Linked DNA regions of Hordeum vulgare: region 1 is linked to region 2. A link is a contact called in public Hi-C data. All regions are on one chromosome and are shown on one strand. The core of a region is the stretch at or near the end of the contact, and the rest is flanking DNA. Distances in the headings are between cores, read along the strand shown. Region 1 holds the start of LOC123400124 (protein DETOXIFICATION 40-like). Region 2 holds the start of LOC123400119 (protein XAP5 CIRCADIAN TIMEKEEPER).

Region 1 (4,661 bases), core at 1,136-3,635, 190 kb after region 2:
ATGAGGAGGCCGACTAGACTGGGCCGAAGCTGCGGTTGGTGGCCTGGTGGAGCGAGGCCGGCCTGGCCTGGCCCCTAGGCCGAGGCACTGGCTGGGCCGCGGCGTGGCCAGGCGCTAACGTCGCCCTCCTCTGCCCAGGTGCGAGGAACCTGCTTGTGGCCACCGCCGGCGGCAAGAACTCCGGCGAGGAGGCGCTGGCAGGGAGCACGGAGGCCGGGAATGGACGGATCCGAGAAGCTCCACCGCAGATCTGGCCGGAGACGCGGGTGGCGAGCTGCAACAAGCTTCGCTACGGCCATGGGGAAGACCTGCAGGACGGAGAGATTAGAAGGGCAAGGGGAGAAGAAGGAAAGGAGGAGGAGAGGTCGCACTCGGGGGGCTCGCCTGCGCTAAGGACGCCAGTAGCAGTGACCCGCTTCGACGGCTCGCGTGCCAACGCGGAGGAGGCCGAGCGTTCGGTGGCAGGGACGAAAGCTCGGGAGGCTCTGCAGGAGCTCGAGGCGCACGGGGCTCGGGCGGGCCCCGATTGGCTAGGGCGGACTCCCCTTGGGCCTGGCGGGCCTGCGGCGGCTGGAGGTGGGAGAGAGGAGGCTGCTGCGCTAGGGTTTGGGGGCACGGGAAACGAGGAGAGGGGATTGTTATCTATTTAAAGAAAAATGGGCTAGGGTTAGCTATTTTGCTCTGTTTTCGGGCCGTTGGATCATGATCCGACGGCTCCGATCGGAGGGGGTTGGCTCGGTGGGGTTGCGGTGGCTGTGTAGAATGGGATAGGTGGGAAGAGAGAGAATGTTAGCGGCCCGGCACGAGATTTTTTTAAACACCGAAAACCGCCCGTCGATAAACACATGACGGTGCCGCTACGGTTGACCGTTCGGGTATCAAACGGACTCCGATTGGGACGAAATTTGGCAGGCGACCTACCTACACTAAAATAAGACCGCACACCAAGTTTCAACCTAATCCGAAATAAATAAATTGGACACCTTTAAAAACAATATTTTATAGATGTCACGGGCGCGTGCGTGTGTGGTTGGTCTCGAAACGGTCAACGATAAAAACAGAGAGAACCGACAATTACTAACGGATGCAAGTTTTGAAAACTGCGGCAACAGAGTGCCGATGCAATGCAGATGATGTGAATGATGCGATGATGAATGCGTCAAACAATCTAATCACACAGCGGCAACGAAATAAAAAGGGAATCTTCTCGAGCGTCGGTCTCGGGCTGTTACGGGATCTCTTCCTGAAGATGGGTCTGTGGTCGATGATGATGATGATTTCTAAAACATGTGCATGTGATGTACGCTTTAGGTTTGCTGCACTGACTATAGGTTTCGATACTATATGCGGATGGATCAACAACGATATCGGTTTTAGATATGAAGAATGAAAGCACTCCACCTTATTGAGTTTATATGTGTGATTGGTGGCTTCGGATGGATTAATGTATGTTTTTGTTCAGAACTTTGTTGAATAACTAATAAACGTGGTCGTATGCAACGATTGATGCAGAGTCCGGGGTCTTAACCTCCTTTTCCAAAAAAAAGAATGCCTCAAGTTAGACTCCGCAAATTTGATCAAGTTTGTCAAAAAAATATCAGCATCCAGGATACCTAATCAATCATAATATTAATTGGTAGCAGGACGACACAATGCGGGTGAAGAAGCTGGCCCATGCAGATCCACGCGCATCGCGCCCCTCCAGGCAAGCCTCCCCTCTTTGCCTTTCCTATCAGCTCGGGATGTCGTCCCTGGCTACTGTTGGGTACTCATCTCTACTCATGTGCCGTCGGAGGCCGCACACCACGAGAGACCGAAGGCGAGGAGAGTGCGGATAGCGCATGCGTAAATGGCCATTCCTCATCATGTGATACATTACGACTGTATGTGCAAGCTACACAATGTGAATAACAATATTGAATGAATCAACGAATGAGTCAACAATTTGAGTAAGAAGAAGCAAAACTTGCGACCTCTTCCTATAACGCGCACAATGGCCACCTTGCCTATAGCATACCCACTATACCTTGAAACTTGACGACAGGGTCCGAATGACGTATCCTCGATACGATAACGGCCTCATATTATGATCATGCATGATGTGCATGTCGTATGGCGCAATATGCGTGGAACAATTAATGCATTTCAACTTAAAATGTCCCTCCGCTGCTCTTGCTTATGAAATCCGCGGGTACGACCAACTATGCATCGCGCAACAATTCGTCCTTTATAATCGAGCAACTCACCACCCTTCTTACTCTAAAAAAAACGACGTGACATTCAAAAATCAGTTTCATGACATTTGATCGAACATCTATCGAGCAATGATGTTTGCGAAGAAGACGGTTTTAAATAATCGAGTAGTGTAGGAGTAGTACGGATCAGTCGCATGCCAGCAGAGACCATCAATTTTCCCAACTGTATGCTCTCGCACGCACCCCAGGCTCCAGCCGCGAAACCAAACCAATAGCAGCCGGAGCAAAAAACGAAACAAAACTCCACATTTCCGGAGCCGAGCCAAAGCCAAAGCCACAACCCAATTCCTCTCCTATTATTTTTCCCCTGCCCCCGCTCCCGCCGCCGCCGCAGAATCCCTTTTTATAACGCCCAGCCGACCTCCTCCTCCGCATCTCCGCCCTCCGCCCTCCGCCACAAGAAACAGAGGCAGGCATCAGGCCACGCACGCCCATGGACAGCAAGCTGCAGACCCCGCTGCTGCCGCCGCCGGCCGGCAGCGAAGGCGGCGGCGACGATGGGCACGGGTCCAGCAAGCGGCTGGAGAGCATCCTGAGCGACGAGTCGGTGCCGTGGGCGCGGCGGATGCTGGCGGCGACGGCGGTGGAGATGCGGATGCTGGTGCGGCTGGCGGCGCCGGCCGTGCTGGTGTACATGATCAACTACCTCATGTCCATGTCCACGCAGATCTTCGCCGGCCACCTCGGCACCCTCGAGCTCGCCGCCGCCTCCCTCGGCAACACCGGCATCCAGGTCTTCGCATACGGCCTCATGGTACGTACGCCGCCTCCCTCCATGGATTTGACCATCAGCAGCAGTAGGAGTACTCCTCATCGGATCCAGGGGATTCTCCATCGGGCTCAGATAGTCAGATTAATCATTAATCAAATAGCACCCGGATTCCAGCAAACTCGTCGTAGGCTACGCGTCGATCGGCGTAGCAGCTGAGCTGAGCTGCCAACGTTTGGCCTCGTGTAGTTGACTGCTCCTATAATTAACGAGCAGCAGCAGCAGCAGCAGCAGCAGCAGCACTGAACTTTAGACTCGGTCGCAGGACGACTCGAGAGTGCAGCAGCGTTTGCTTTGATTTGGATGCAGTGTTGGTGCAGTGCATGGATCCGATTTCTCCGGGGCATCATGTCACGTCGCATCACGGGTGACCTTTTTCTCTTCCACAAAAAAAAATAACGTCGCGTCAGGAGCTCGTGTCTTGTTGTTGGTACAACCAATTACTTCGACCTTGCATCCTGCCCTGCGTCTCGTCCCTGCCTGTGTGTAGTGTAGTCCTCACCTACTCGTGATAGATAGGAAGATAGATAGTACTACATGACGACTGGTTATGGACTCGTGGTATGGCGGGAGGGAAGTGAGACACGTAGCCGCCTTCTAGAAATTAGAGTAGATGCAACCCAACACACGTGGGAGACATTGCTATCGGTACCGGTGCACGCCGTGGCTCTGCCTCTGCGACTGCGCCCCCTCAATGCTTCCGCCCACTGTGTTCATACCTGCTACCGTGTTTTGGTGGGCCGTGTAATTGAAAACGATAAAAATAATTGCGGGGTAATTGAAAACAATAATTGAAGTTTCTGGTTCCAAACTTTCTTATTCAAATGTTCGTTTCAATTTTCTTTAGCCCCCGTTGCTGTTAATGTCGCGAGGACCATTCATACGATGATCTTCGAAACTCTTAAACCGTGTTTCGAAATGCATTCCATTTCACATAGCTTCATATGCGATTCAAACGCGCTTACTTTCGAACATGCTTTATTTTTTCTACTTCAACATTGCTTCAGAAATGAGTTCATTGCATTTCAACGGAAACTCCATGCATTTTGAAACGTTTCCTTTTAGACATGGTTTCATTTTATTTCGGTATTGCCGCAAAATGGGCTTCAGGTGCAGTTTTCCTAAACTGTCGCAAACGTTTTTTTGAACACAAATTTCTGCAAACTGAAATGCCCCAAAATGTTCACTGGAATTCGAATGCATTTCAGAGCTAGTTACGATACACTTTGGAACAAATACACGATGACTTCATAAATTCCACAAGTCTCTCATATATTCAGTGAAGCGGCACAAACTAAAATTCAGGACTTCTATATACATCATGGAAAAAAGCCGCAAACAGAAGCTATATTTCAGAAAAGTGCCACAAGCTGAAATTTCACATTTGTTTACTGAAATTCAAATGCATTCCAAGTTAAGATACACTTCAAATCAATTACACAGCCATGTAACATTTTTTTAGAAGTTTCACATATATTTACAGAAGGTAACAAAACTAAAGCAATTTCAAATACAAATTGAAATTTAATGCAATTTGCACTGGATTTCTATCATATTTCTTTCCCAATGCATAATTGGAGATATATTGCCCATGCATCTGTCAGTTATTTCAATCATATGTTCTACTTGAGGTTCAT
Region 2 (4,821 bases), core at 160-2,659:
GTAAGGTGAACTTTTATTATTAAGTAATTGTGCTAATTTTATATAGTCTCTACATGTAAAAAATAGCATGCATTACATTTGTAAAAAGCCCGTGGCAACGCACGAGCATTCTACTAGTTTTATATGGCATGAAATTCATAGCTCAGAAAGTAGGTTCTATTAACTTCAGAAAAATCAAACACGACTATTCTACTATGCTTGCCATGCCCTTTCTTAATGATGGTTGCCTCTTTGGATTTGATGGAGAATGAGAAAAAAACAAGGTATTTTCTAGGTTTATAACATATGAAGGAAACATGAGGCGAGAGGGATGAGAGAAAAATAGTTTTTTAGGGTGCCTCTTTGTCTCACTTCACGCGAAAAAAGAGGGAAGCATCGCCTAAAGGGAGGCGTTGGATGGGCTGGTGCAAACGCATGGGATACCACAACCTCATTTTTGTTTTTGTTTTTGTTTTCATGTTTTTTGTTTTGTTTATACTTATGGATATTCTATATAAATATATTACAAGAAACACTTGATATAAAAACATTTGAAGAACATGCTAACCAAGCATTTAAAATATGTTGAATGTGTATGGAGAAAACGTTTCTCATGTATTAAACAACAAATACAATGTGTATGAAAAAATTTGATCATGTATTTTTTTTGTTAATCAAGCATTTGAAATAATGTTTGAGCAAGTATTTGAAATATGTTAATCAATCATTTGAAAAATGTTAAATGTGTATACAAAAATTTGACTATGTATTAATCAAGTATTTAAAAACTGTAAAAGGTACATAGAAAAAGTGTCACAACATATTAAAGAAACTGTTAATCTTGTATTTGAAAAATATTAAACGTGTTTTGTAAAATGCATTAGGTATATAAAAAATGTACCATGTGTATGGTAAAGTAGCATTAAAATATAAGATTTCAGAAAATATTAACCATGTAGTTAAAAATGTTAAATGTGTATATAAAAACATATCTGATTTATGCAAAAAACTACTGAATGTGTACTGAAAAACGTTGATATATGTTGAACAAAATAAAACTGCTGAAAATCGACAAAGAGACTAAAAAAATGGAAGAAGCTTCAGGTGCGTGGCGTTTTTTAGACTAACCCCCTGTTTGGATGTAGGAAAAACTGGCTCGGAATTGAATTGATCTGGAATACCAAATCCAAGATGGAAAGGAATTGGACTTCAATTCAAATTTTGTTGTTTGGATATGCTTGGTATTTGTTGTTGGAAAGAGTTTCCTCATCTCTTTGTTTGGACCTCAATACGGGCCGGCTTAGATCGGGTGGCCTTGTTGGCGATCGCGTCGTATATGTCGCAGTAGGCGAGGTATATACTCCGCGATCGAGGCGTTCCCGAAATCGCCCTATTCCTCCGCTCTCGGCGACCCGTCCCCCCGCCGGCCGCCGCCTCCACTCTCCGTCGGACAGCGGGCGGCCCCCCCCCCCCCCCCCCCCCTCCCCGGGAAAGGCCGCAACACGGGGAAATCCGAGGTGGAAGGATGTCGGGGTTCGGCGACGGGTACGTTGGCACGGCGCAGGACGCGGTGAAGATCCGGCGGCTGGAGAAGCAGCGCGAGGCGGAGCGCCGGAAGATCGAGGAGCTCAAGAGCAAGAACGCCGACGGGCAGCCCGGCCTCCTCCAGTTCGGCTCCAGCACCTCCGAGGTAAAATCGTCGTCGCCGCGTCCATCGCGGGTTTGGCCCGCGACCGAATCTTCGTCTGCTTACCGGTTGATTCGCTTTCTAGCATGCATATGTAGTTGAATTTAGATGCTGTTGGGCCGATTCGCTTACTGGTTGAACCGGGTGTGCTTTAGCACGAGTAGATATTGTAGGATTTGGCAGCCCTAATGTAAGTAGTTGTTACTTTTGTTGGTAGAGAATTATGTATTGTTGTTGCCATGACATGGTTAGTTTTTCTCGGATAACTGTACTCAGAAGATGCCAGTTCTTAGCCTTGAAAAACATGTATGTGGATACTTACAGATTTGGTAACAATGTTTGCTTGATGGCTCACAGCTAAGTTTGATAGATCCTGATGGGTGTGGTGCCTGTACGCTGTTTGATTTTGGCATTTGAATGATTCACTTAGGAATACCCAGAACTAGCAGACTGGGAGTATTGATTCTTTTTTTTAGAATTCTATGTATTTATTTTAATTTAAGTCACTGGGTGGATTTATTTTATCCAATCTTTGACATGGCTTCTTTACAGGATTATAGAGGTTTTTGCAAGTAAATGTATACCGTGCAGCTGTATTTTACAAGCTAACACTAAGAAATGTGATTTTTAGATTCTTGAGACTGCATTCAAGAAGGAAACTGTTGGCCTAGTTACAAGAGAACAGTATGTTGAGAAGGTAATAGACAGACCATTTATGTACATCAGCCTTTGCTTTTCTATTCCTGGGCAAAGTAAATTTTGGTTACTTAATCTTCACCCATTGCCTGCGCAGAGGGTTAACATACGAACTAAGATCGAGGAGGAAGAGAAAGAGAAGCTTCAAAAATTGCAACAAGAGTGAGCTTGAAATACTAGCTTGGCTGAATCAGAAATTTTCTTTAATTTGTTTCCTTATGCCAATTTAAGTGTTGTGTTGTTGGTTTCAGAGAAGAAGAATTGCAAATGCAGAAAAGGAAAAAGAGGAGAGTGAGGGGAGATCCACGCTTGTCGTTCTATGATGACATTGGGAACGGAAGTGACGAGGATGAGTTTGAGAACCGTATGATGTTCTCACCTTTTCATTTTTATTTATTCATGTTCTGTTGGCTTTACTAGTGTTACTATTTCTCAAGCATATATCATTCCAGTTTCTATAATCAGGTCATCTGTGACTTCACATTGACTCTGGATTTCCCTTTGACTGTTTATCTAGTTTTGTGATCAAGATTGTTGCTTGCAGTTTGGACGTCGTATTTCTCTTTCATATGCTAGCACAGCTGAGACATTGTAGATGAATTCCATTTGATAATCGGACATATGTCATTCCTTTGTATGTATTGCTCTTGTCTGTTCACAAATCGGTGTTGCGTTTTGGTATTCAAATTAATCCAGTCAGCCGTTCGTTTCAACAACTCATTGTTGACTTCAGTGATGTTTTAGGCCAAGGATCCCTATGTTGCATTTTTTCCAGCTGCATTTCCTGCTTTGCAATTTACTTTGTTTCAAGTGCAGGCTGCAACGTTACCTTGTTGTTGTCATGTCCTGAGTTTTCGCATAGAAAGTTGTGTGCAGATGGCCTTCCATAGAAAGTTGGAAATAACTGAACCTAGACTAGATAAAGCAAATGATCGGTTCCTGGTGACAGCTACAGAACATGATTATGATTATGTTCTGTTTATTTACAATCTCACTGTTTGTGCTCATAGTTCCCTGGGATATGTATTGACCTATCAGCACTGTTTCTTAATACCTAGACGCTTTGAACTACTTGTGAATTATCTGAGTGTATGAACATTATGCTCATTATTCATTACAGAAGATACTCAGAAGAAACAACTTGGAAAGGATCCCACAGTTGAGACAAGTTTTCTACCTGACAGGTATGTCTTTTAGTTTATGATTACTTGGAATGTTGGTTGTTATTTTCAAGCTTTGTTTAACCCTCAAGCTGTTTGCTAAGAATGATCCTTCAGAGAGAGGGAGGCAGAGGAACAAGCAGAGCGAGAACGCTTGAAGATGCAGTGGTCGCGTGAGCAAGAATTGGTCAAAAGTACTACCACATGCTGATAGCATAATACCTTTTAATCTAATGTGTATCTTTCTCTTTCGGATTATTCTTGCATCAGAACTGATTAAACAATCATATCCCTCTTTTAGGTGAACCTCTTTCAATCACATACAGTTACTGGGATGGTACTGGTCACAGGAGAGCTATCCAGGTGCATTTCTAACGCTGGAAAAATTGTTCCTCTTTTGATTGTTCTAAAGACGTGAACTCTACATTTCAAACAAATCCTTCTACACCCCCAGGTGCGTAAAGGTGACTCTATTGGAGAATTTTTGAGGGCTGTTCAGCAGCAGCTTGCTCCGGAGTTCCGTGAAGTACGGACAACATCAGTTGAGAACCTACTCTATGTGAAGGAAGATCTCATTATCCCTCATGTACGTAATGTTTGAGTTTGTTCCCTAATAAATTGCAGTTTTGTTTTTGTTGTAATAAGTTTTATTCTGTTCCATTTAATGTTTGTTATTTTGATTTGACAGCAACACAGCTTCTATGAGTTAATTATTAATAAAGCAAGGGGCAAGAGTGGACCGGTAATGCTTGTTCCTTCACTACTACTGAGAATTTTTATTTCTTTAGTACTCCCTCCGTCCCAAAATAAGTGTCTCAATTTTGTACTAACCTTAGTACAAAGATGTATCAAACTTAAGACACTTATTTTGGGACGGAGGGAGTATGTTGACTATTCTGGAGCTTTCCCTTGATTTTAAAACATGGATATATGCGAACTGGCACGCGTCTCTTATATGTGTGAGTTTCTGGTTTGCATCATCGTTATCTTATAACTGCTCACCGCTTTTCTATCACCTATATCATCAAAGAGCACTTATATATTATGTGCTGTCTTGATTATAGTTTAACTCACAGAATGCCGATGGTGAGACTACAATGTATAAAGAAAATCACGTAACACTTGTTCCTGTTCAATCACACAAGAAACTTTTGTTTTTCTAGATAAACTCTAAATGATCCAAGGGGTTGAGGTATTATTCACTGACGCTGATTTCTGTTACCAGCTTTTCCACTTCGATGTTCATGAGGATGTGCGTACCATTGCTGATGCAACAAAAGAGAAGGATGAGGTGACTCA

What was found. A called contact is a pair of places that touch in the nucleus more often than the background predicts.
Region 1: a Hi-C map of leaf shows a contact between it and region 2, with 2.9 times the contacts expected there. The contact joins the promoter of LOC123400124 here to the promoter of LOC123400119 in region 2. A contact is called at or near these places in 2 of 6 Hi-C or Micro-C datasets (leaf and seedling).

The regions. Positions count from the first base shown.
Region 1 is chr5H:502,846,928-502,851,588 of MorexV3_pseudomolecules_assembly, forward strand. LOC123400124 (protein DETOXIFICATION 40-like) reads left to right here and starts at 2,386. Exons shown (of 7, transcript XM_045094534.1): 1 at 2,386-3,009. The coding sequence starts at 2,689.
Region 2 is chr5H:502,659,276-502,664,096 of MorexV3_pseudomolecules_assembly, forward strand. LOC123400119 (protein XAP5 CIRCADIAN TIMEKEEPER) reads left to right here and starts at 1,410. Exons shown (of 12, transcript XM_045094530.1): 1 at 1,410-1,669; 2 at 2,298-2,363; 3 at 2,460-2,524; 4 at 2,614-2,726; 5 at 3,483-3,546; 6 at 3,640-3,716; 7 at 3,824-3,885; 8 at 3,977-4,108; 9 at 4,211-4,264; 10 at 4,748-4,813. The coding sequence starts at 1,505.